Regions from separate parts of the Hordeum vulgare genome. Here region 1 is linked to region 2. The links are chromatin contacts, called in public Hi-C maps. All regions are on one chromosome and are shown on one strand. The core of a region is the stretch at or near the end of the contact, and the rest is flanking DNA. Distances in the headings are between cores, read along the strand shown. Region 1 holds the start of LOC123424740 (60S ribosomal protein L18-2-like). Region 2 holds the start of LOC123424738 (pectinesterase-like).

Region 1 (4,519 bases), core at 1,835-4,334, 230 kb after region 2:
CTACTTAAGCGCGCGCGCCACACGACTCCGCTCCTCACCTCTCTCACCTCACCTCCTCTACCACCCCATCTCGCCACCTTTCTTCACAGGTTCCTTAGTTCCTACTGCCCAGCTCCACATCAGCGCACTCCTCTATCTACTTACTTACAGCATGTGTGGCGGCGCGATCATCTCCGACTTCATCCCGGAGCGAGACCACCGCGGCGGCGGCAAGCGGGGCCCCTCCACCGCCGACTTCTGGACGCACGCCGCCGCCACCGAGTTCGACGACCCTACCGACCACCACTACTTCTACCCCGACGACCTGACCGGCGCCGGCGCCTGCACGTTCCCACCCGAGCACCAAGGTACGTGCCGCGTACGCGCAGCAGAGGAGCCGAGCAGGAAGCGGGAGCGCAAGACGATGTACCGCGGCATCCGGCGGCGGCCGTGGGGCAAGTGGGCGGCGGAGATCCGCGACCCGGCCAAGGGCGCGCGCGTCTGGCTCGGCACCTTCGCCACCGCCGAGGGCGCCGCGCGCGCCTACGACCGCGCCGCACGCCGCATCCGCGGGACCAAGGCCAAGGTCAACTTCCCCAACGAGGACCCGCCGCTCGACCTGGACGACTACGACCTTCTCAACGGCGGCTACAACGTGGCCGCCTTCTTCCACCAGCCGTTCATGGCCGACGGCGCCGCGCCGGCGACCTCGGCGCCGGAGGTGGCGTACGTGCCGCAGCTCTGGAGCTTTGACAGCATCAACACTCAAGTGCCTATGTGATAGATATAAAATGGTCTCTTCTGCGTGTAATATTGCGTTTGCCTAATTATTATTCAGCATATGATGAATTATTTTTGTTTTTTTTACGGCAACTGTCTCCGTGTACCAGCAAATACATCCTCGTGGCCAATTTATCGTCAAACGTAAATGATGCATTACATTTGAAAACTATAACATCGCAATAATGAGCACAAGCGGCAGAACACAAACCTCACTGCCAAACAGAGAGAAATTTTGGTGCTAGAAATGATATTCATAACTGGCTTGCAAGCATGGTCTCAAGTTGCAAAACAACGAAACACGAATTAACTGGTTCTGAGAACTCATTGACACAGGACACTGACATCTAAAGCGGTATGATTCTGGTACCCAAAAAGGTGATGATAATAAACCGATAACAGCAAAATACGACACGAGGGTGCCCAAAATTCCACAGCTTAAACCTTGAAGCCCCTGCTGTTCCTCCTTCCTCTTGCCTTCTCGAATTTCCTGCCCTTGGAGCGGACATATGGCTTGGTGTGGCTGTGTGGCACTCCTGGAGCTTTGCCAAAGTGCCTAACAGCTTCCCTGGCGTTCTTGGGACCCCTCAGGAGAAGCTATAAAGAAAAATGTAAATTGTTAAAATGATTGTACATGGCATTCTCATGAATATAAGCCTCAAAGGCATGCAGCTAATACTGAGGCTCATCGGCTCATCGCTGATTTATGGGAAGGGAGGAACCATCATCATACCACACCTTGGCACATCTCAAAAGAGAAGGAAAAGGATATCATAAATTGGAGAAAATGTCTCTACATAAGTACAATGTCAAAATTTCTAGCATCAGTAAGCATGTACTAAAGACAAAGCACCATAGTGACAATACAATGAAATCATACAGATAAAGTCACGAAGGAACAGTGCAAGAATCTACACACTGATTATCATGTATGTATGAATCAATACACATTTACATTAATGTTTATGCAAAGAGAACAGATTCAAGTTTGAAACAACTCTTAAACAAAGGAAAACATAGGGCATAAAGACTTTTAACCAATAATGCAACTACTACCAATAAAATAAGCATACGCACCATATTTGAAGTTAAGCTTGACTTTCTTTGCGAAAAGATATAGTAGTTTAACAATCATCAATGACTTAGTTTTGGTTTGAAATTGGACACCAGCTGTCCAGCACAACCATGAAAAAAGTGCAATGTACGTACACCATACAGATTTAGACAGGTATATCAACTTTGTTTACATGTACTCTTAACACCTGACAAGAGGGTAACCGATGAATCATCAGAAAAATAATAGATTGTTCCTTGAATACCCTACCACAACCTACACATACAAGTCTCTCTGTAACACAAGATGAGCATGAAAAATAAACTTGGTTTTCTCCACCTACAGGAGTCTTGCATACTTAATAGTACAAACTAAAAGAATTACATGCTTCAGTTGTAAATCTTTGGATACCAACTCGTGTAATAAGGAATGCATCAAACAGCACTATTAGCAAATACAGTACCTAAAGAAAAGGAGAAGTCAAACCATACCGTGTTCTGTCCAAGCGGAGCACGGAGGGCGAGCTGGTCAAAGGTAAGGCACTCGCCACCAGCGTTGACAATCCTGGCCCTCGCCGTCTCGGTGAACCTGAGCGCGGCCACCTTCATTGCCGGTATCTCGTAGACCCTCTGGTCATCGGTGATGGTGCCCACGATCACAGCGATCTTGTCCGCCTACACCCGCACAACCACAAACGCCGCCCAGGTAAGCTTCACATCGATTCATCCAGCCCGAAGATTAAGAAAAAATGGCACAGCGAGAGAGAGAGAGAGAGGGATACCTTCCCATCCATGAACCTGACGAGGCGGCGCATCGAGAGCGGCGGCCGGTTTGTCTTGCTCATGAAGAGCCGCTTCAGGATCACGGCGTTGAACTGGCTCTTGGTCCTCCGCACCAGGAAGCGGTAGAGCTACGAACAGGAAAGCGAATTGCGGTAAATCTGAATCCCTGAGACGGGGATTACGCGGTAACACCGGATCGATGGGGGACTGACCTTGACGAGCAGCTTGAGGTACACATCGTCCGACTTGGGCGCCGTGCGCTTGGTCCTCTTGTTGCGGCCGCCGGCGACGAGGTCGATACCCTGGGTGCGACGGGAACGGACGGTGTGAGCCTTGCGTAGAGTTCAGGGGAGAACGACGAGGAGGGAGAGGGGTAAGAGATTACCATGGTTCCGCGGTGGTGGATGCAGCAGCGGCGAGGGTCGAGGCGGCAGCGGCGGCGGCGGGACGGGTGCTAGGGTTTTGGATGGAATGAGATGTGGAGTCTAAATATGGTGTGGACGGAGAGTTATTTGGGCTGGGCCTAAATTGGTGGTCTTTGTTTCTTTCGTTTTAGCCCAAATAAGCCTGCCTCTGCCTTAACGGATGAAAGGTTGGTATCGGGGACGAGGGTTTTGTTAATCGTGCAGCCGGAAAACCCTATTTGCCACTCTTTGTTTCTGTTTTTAAAAATGTTTCTGTTTGTAAATTAATCTTTTTACAAAGTTTAAAAATGTTTGTCTTTCACAAATCACTTGGGTATTTTTTTTTAAATAAACGTGTTCAAAATTCTAAAAATATATCGGATCTGGACTGGATGTTGCTGACTTGCTTCTTAAAGTTTTACGCTCCTCTATGTTTAATAATCTTACGTAGCTCAACCGGTAGTATTTCATGGTATGTTGATTGAGACCATGTGTCTTCATTCTATGAGATGGCGGTTCTAATTTTTAGCTTTTATGAGCAGTACGACTCACCGCCGACCGTCTCCTTCACGGGTCGGCTCAGGCAAAGACCCGACTATGCGAAACTGTGACTATTTGCCGTAAAATGCGGCGCATAGGAGCTTCCGCTGTAGTCGTCACTATTGCAAGGTAATTTTTCATCCCCTCGCCTCTGGCTGTCATTTTGGCGTTGGAGAGGTGAGTGATCTTGCATCTTTAAGAGTGTTACTTTTTTGACATCGTCTAGTGATTATTGTATGTTGTGAGAATAGATTATTTTCAATTTTTTGTTGTACCATGACGTTAGAGAGTTTTCAGTCCTCGCAGATTCAATTATTCGGGTCTAATAAGGTTAGGTTGGTGTGTCAAACCTTTTTTGGGGGTTTGGTTCTTTGTGAAGTTGAAATTTTACATCAACACTATGTTGAAGATATTGTGATCCAACGTTCTGCATTCCCAGGGGATCATCCCCGGCCCAAGTATGTTCATTGATGAAGACCTTCCATCTTTCTGGATGGATGACTCAAGTCGCCTTAAAATATCATCATTGGTAATGTTTTGTGGCTGAAACAGTAACAACATCGTTGCTCCAGTCCAATTACAACCTCTCTAGCGAAGTTTTTTGAGTATCTCTTCAAGCATAGATTGATACAACGAAGAAGGTGCTTTCAAGGAATCTCACTGTAATTTTTAGTCATATGAGTTACTTTGTATTTTTTAGGTCTTAGGTTCATATCAATGTATCTGTAACTGTTACGAGTATGAATAAATTTATAGGTGTTTCTAAACAAACGGATGAAGGGATTTTCTATTTATAGGGTGTGGTGTTGTGAGTGTGGTCTTTTTTTCTGAAGGAAATGCCATCATGGCTGACTTTAGTGCGACTCTAAAGTAAAACAAAACTAATAAGTGTATACGTACAATGCATGTCTTGAGAAATGCATGCACGAGTTAAATTGAGTATTGTGTAATAATATTAAAATAGTGATGTGTCCGTCCGA
Region 2 (4,618 bases), core at 438-2,937:
TCATTGATTTATGTTTCTTCAACATTATTGTTGTTGCTATTTTTATGTCAGTGTTTGTTATTTTTGTTGCGCCGAGGCTTTCCATTCTCACCACGGACTTCAGAGGTGTCGGGGTAACCGTCATTAGTATTACTGCAAGCCAACCATCTGTCTTCTCCGGCACAAAACCGAGTCATGAGAAAGATAAATGCTGCAACCATGATGGATAAATGCTACAAGCATTATACAAATTTGCTACATCCATCGTTCTGTTTTGTTGTAACTATATTTTTTTTTTGCTATCGCCGACAACTTTTTTTGCTTCACATGAGGCGAGATGTTGGTGATGGGTTGCTGCAAACCACGATGTCAACAGCGAGCGCGGCGAGCAGGCTGACGATGGGGACGATGATGACGAGCGTGGGGAGCCCGGGGGGCTACCCGCATACGGCGGCGCATGCGAGATGTATGGGAGGCGGGGATCGGGATGTTGGCTGAGCTGCGTGAGGTACGACCGACGCGAGTCTCTGGGCCGGCGCGCCGGCGTCCGCCGTAAAAATATACATCGACGAAGCATTTAAACCCAAGCCAGTGTAGATAAAATCAAAATGAAACAACTGAACATAATAACCTGTTAGAGAGAAGGAAAAAAGCAGTTAATCTTACGAGTGGCGAAATGACGAGTGACGAGGTTATCGGATCGGACAGGGTCAGCTCCAAACGACAGCAACTGTTCGGCCCGCCGGTCCGCTGCTTGTTCGCTACGAGAGCACGCACAGAGCGCATGGCCATCCATGCCTCGGCTGAGTGTGCCTCTGCCTGCCGCTACCGGTGTGTCTAGTGTGGCCAAACCGCGTCGGTAAAAGCGGCACCCCGTTCTGCCTGGCCGGCCATGGCACTGGCCATGTGGTTGAGCACTGTGCGTCGCAGCTGGCCTGCGCGTGCTGCACCACTGCTCCAAATTTGCCGATGTGGCCATCGTCTCCGGTGAGGTCGAGAGAAATTCTCGGTGGCCATAGGCCTATTGCCGCGCATCTTGAAATGCTTCCGCTGCTATTAATGTACTCCAGTGACATCGGTTTTGCTGTTCGTTTGCAGTGACATCGGTTTTGCAGCTCCATGTCTAGTACTCCCACATTTTAGTTATTTCACTAGGAGACTACATAGGAAGTAAAATGAGTGAATCTATACTTTAAAATATGTCTATGTACATCCGTATGTAGTTTATAGTACAATCTTTAAAAGGTCTTATATTTAGGAACGGAGGGATTACTATACTCACTCCTTTCTGGTTCATATGGCTCATCTTCAAAATTTCAGATTTTCATTATACTAGGCTCATTTTGAGTCTAGTTGAGTTAAATGCTTTAAGTCTCACATCATATTTAATTCGTAGAGATAAGGGAAAGCAAATTAGTGACCGTGCATGCATCTTTTTTAGTACATGCATCATGCAAGTCCAATAAAAAAAAAGATGCTACATTTATTGCCTTGAAAATTGAATATGTGAGAAACATTTCATTAGCTAGTTAGAACTAGGGTCATCCATTCACAATTCATCTTAGTTGATGAGATTTTAGATTTAAACCCTATAAACCATCACAATTCACCTTAGTTGATGAGATTTTAGATTTAAACCCTATAAACCAGAAAGGAGGGAGTATCAGTGATCATGGATGGTTGCATCTTGAAAGCCGTCGTCCATTCATGAATGCAGAGAGCGCAGTACCAAATTTTGCCAAAGATCTCTCCAGTCTAAAACAAGATTAACCTTGTTGGACAGGACCAGAGCTCGAGTACCAAATTAATTAAACCATGTGTGCTGGTCGGGCCCTCCTGCAATCACAAGCCCTTCATTTCCTCGCACCGTACATGCATATATATATATATATATCCACGAGACTGTCGACGTTGCTATAAAACGTGACGCTCCTCCATTCCAATCTCCTTCGCCCGCTCGCACCGACACGCACCACGGCCCCTGTCCGTCACGCTCGGCCCCGCTCACTCCCACTCCCACTCCCACTCCCACGGTAGTGATCCCACCACCGCGGAATGCCACCTCCGACACCAAGAACCAAGCGACGGGAAGCGGCCAGGCTCCTCCTCCTCGCCACCTTCCTCCCCCTCCTCCTCCTCACATTCCTCTTCGCCCAGACCGCATTCGCCGCCGACGCCGACCACGACGGCGGCCACCACCACGAGCGCACGCTCCTCGACGCCAATGCGGACGCCGAGCACGCGGCGGCCGTGGACCGGCATTGCGCGGGCATGCTGCACCGGGAGGTCTGCGCGTCGGCGCTGGCCGGCGTCGAGGGGCTGGCGCAGAAGCCGCTCGGGGACGTGATCTCGTTGGTGGTGGGGCGCGCGGCGTCGGCGGTGCGGTCCGCCGCGTCCAACTGCACGTCCTACCTGGCGCGCCCGCACCGGCTGCGCCTCCGCGACCGCCTCGCGCTGTCCGACTGCCAGGAGCTGTTCGGGCACACGCTGAGCCAGCTCGGCACGGCGGCGGCCGAGCTCTCTGCCGGGAACCGCACGGCGGAGGACTCCGTCGCGGGCCTGCAGACGGTGCTGTCGGCGGCCATGACGAACCAGTACACCTGCCTGGAGGGGTTCGCGGGGCCGTCGGCGTCGGAGGACGGCCGCGTGCGGCCCTACATCCAGGGCCGCATCTACCACGTCGCCCACCTCGTGTCCAACTCGCTCGCCATGGTCCGCCGCCTCCCGCAGCGCCGCCGCGGGCGCGCCCTCCGCTCGAGAACCACAAGAAGAACCACGGGCGAGGAGGTGTTCGAGGGGTACGGGCCGGTGCGGCGCGGGTTCCCGGCGTGGGTGGCGGCGGCGGACCGGAGGCGGCTGCTCCAGGAGAGCGTGCCGGACCTGGTGGTGGCCAAGGACGGGAGCGGCAACTTCACGACGGTGACGGAGGCGGTGGCGGCGGCGCCCAACAACAGCGCGACGCGGTACGTGATCCACATCAAGGCCGGGGGCTACTTCGAGAACGTGGAGGTGGGCAGCGACAAGACCAACATCATGTTCGTCGGCGACGGCATGTGGAAGACCGTCATCAAGGCCAGCCGCAACGTCGTCGACAACTACACCACCTTCCGCTCCGCCACGCTAGGTACGCCACGCGAGCCCGCCCACGTCCGTGCAGACATAGTCAATCAAATCACTTCAGTGTTCGCCACATAATAAACACGAACAGTGGCCTGGCTACACGGTCGGTCGCGCAGTGTTCGCCACGAGCCGATGTCGGCATGCCGACGCCGGCATCGGCATGGTGAGGATGCATATGCACGCGCACGGCGCGGCTTGGTGGTTTGCGTGGGATGCGGCTCGTGACGGAGCGTCCGTCCGCGGTACACTGATCACGAGTGTCATCGGTCAGGTAGCAACGGGGAACAGGGCCTGCTTCTATTACTTCTTCTACTAGCACATAGCGTAGCGTACTAGGTGCATGCAGGGACTGGACCACGCCGGACAAATAGTTACGGACAAATGCGGGAGATAATTGGATTTGGTGCCGCTCGCTATACTGCTAGCTCGTGCCCACAAATCGGCCGGTCGAATAGCTGACGGTTCAATTCAAAGGATGTTTTTGCCCATGCAAACAAATAATTTGTGCATCTGCGATGCAGCCATGATCCCAACCATGATGCGGCACACGGTCGTTGATTCTTGGCTTATAATGGTGAGGTTTGGGTTGGGTGGGTGGGTGAGATAGCCATGGACGAGCACGGCAAAGCTAGGCTGACAAGCGAGCTAGCACTGCCGGCCGGTCTGTAGCTTGCAATGCAATGCACCAGGAGGATGGGGTTGATGGTAGCAGGAACCGATCGTGTGATCTGACCGCATTCAACAGCCACCACTGCCAATTGTGGCACGATGGCGCACCTTCTTTGGGCGCCTGGATCTCCTTTTCCGTTTCTCATCCTTTCTCGTTTGCGCTGAGTGGATGTCAACGAACTGGTGTCTGGTGCCTATGTAGCTCCGATCGATCGGTCGAGCTGGTCCCCTTGGATCGCAGTGGGGGTGGAGTATGGACGGATGGATGGATGGCCCAGCCTCGATCTTCTGCAGGCACCGACACATAGATTCGTCCCGGTACTGTAGGTTGCCAAACAGTTCGCACTCGTCCAGTGGAGGGAGACACCGAGCACATGCATGCGCGCCTTTCACAGCAGAAAAAGGCAAGTCGTTTTGGGGATACTCATGCTCACGATGAGCAAGGACACAAGAGCAAGCCGACGTTGGTCGTGACGATCATTTGAGTTCTAGACCGATATGTGTGGCTTATCCGGCCGGCCGGACGCGGCCTCGTCCACCACGCCGGTGCTTTCCGGCCTTGTCCGGCTGCCCCATGCGGTAGTACAAGCACACGCATTTTAGGAGAGAGCATGCATGGGCGACTTAAGATAGATAGAGGGCCCTCCATTGGTGCTGCTAGAGCCTTTGATTAACTCCGTCGCCGAATGTGGCGCGCGGTGTGGTTGGTTGACACGGCGCTGTCGTCGTCCACGGTGTCGATGCGTGCGCCACCACTCACCACACCGGCGGACCGGTACCCTCACGTGCGTCTGTTCCTCGCATTCATTCATCCATGACCCATCCATGGCCTGGCCACCCGCGTCCGCGT

Evidence for each region. Hi-C and Micro-C count contacts between places; a contact is called where the count stands out from the background.
Region 1: a contact with region 2 is called in a Hi-C map of leaf, with 6 times the contacts expected there. The contact joins the promoter of LOC123424740 here to the promoter of LOC123424738 in region 2. A contact is called at or near these places in 1 of 6 Hi-C or Micro-C datasets (leaf) and 1 of 1 datasets of contacts at active chromatin or transcription factors (embryo).

The regions. Positions count from the first base shown.
Region 1 is chr2H:42,416,018-42,420,536 of MorexV3_pseudomolecules_assembly, forward strand. LOC123424740 (60S ribosomal protein L18-2-like) reads right to left here and starts at 3,085. Exons shown (of 5, transcript XM_045108415.1): 1 at 2,981-3,085; 2 at 2,808-2,897; 3 at 2,595-2,723; 4 at 2,305-2,487; 5 at 986-1,356. The coding sequence starts at 2,983. The coding sequence ends at 1,198. It overlaps LOC123424739, which reads left to right. Exons shown (of 1, transcript XM_045108414.1): 1 at 1-1,151. The coding sequence ends at 760.
Region 2 is chr2H:42,190,339-42,194,956 of MorexV3_pseudomolecules_assembly, forward strand. It overlaps LOC123424738 (pectinesterase-like), which reads left to right and starts at 1,688. Exons shown (of 2, transcript XM_045108413.1): 1 at 1,688-3,103. The coding sequence starts at 2,035.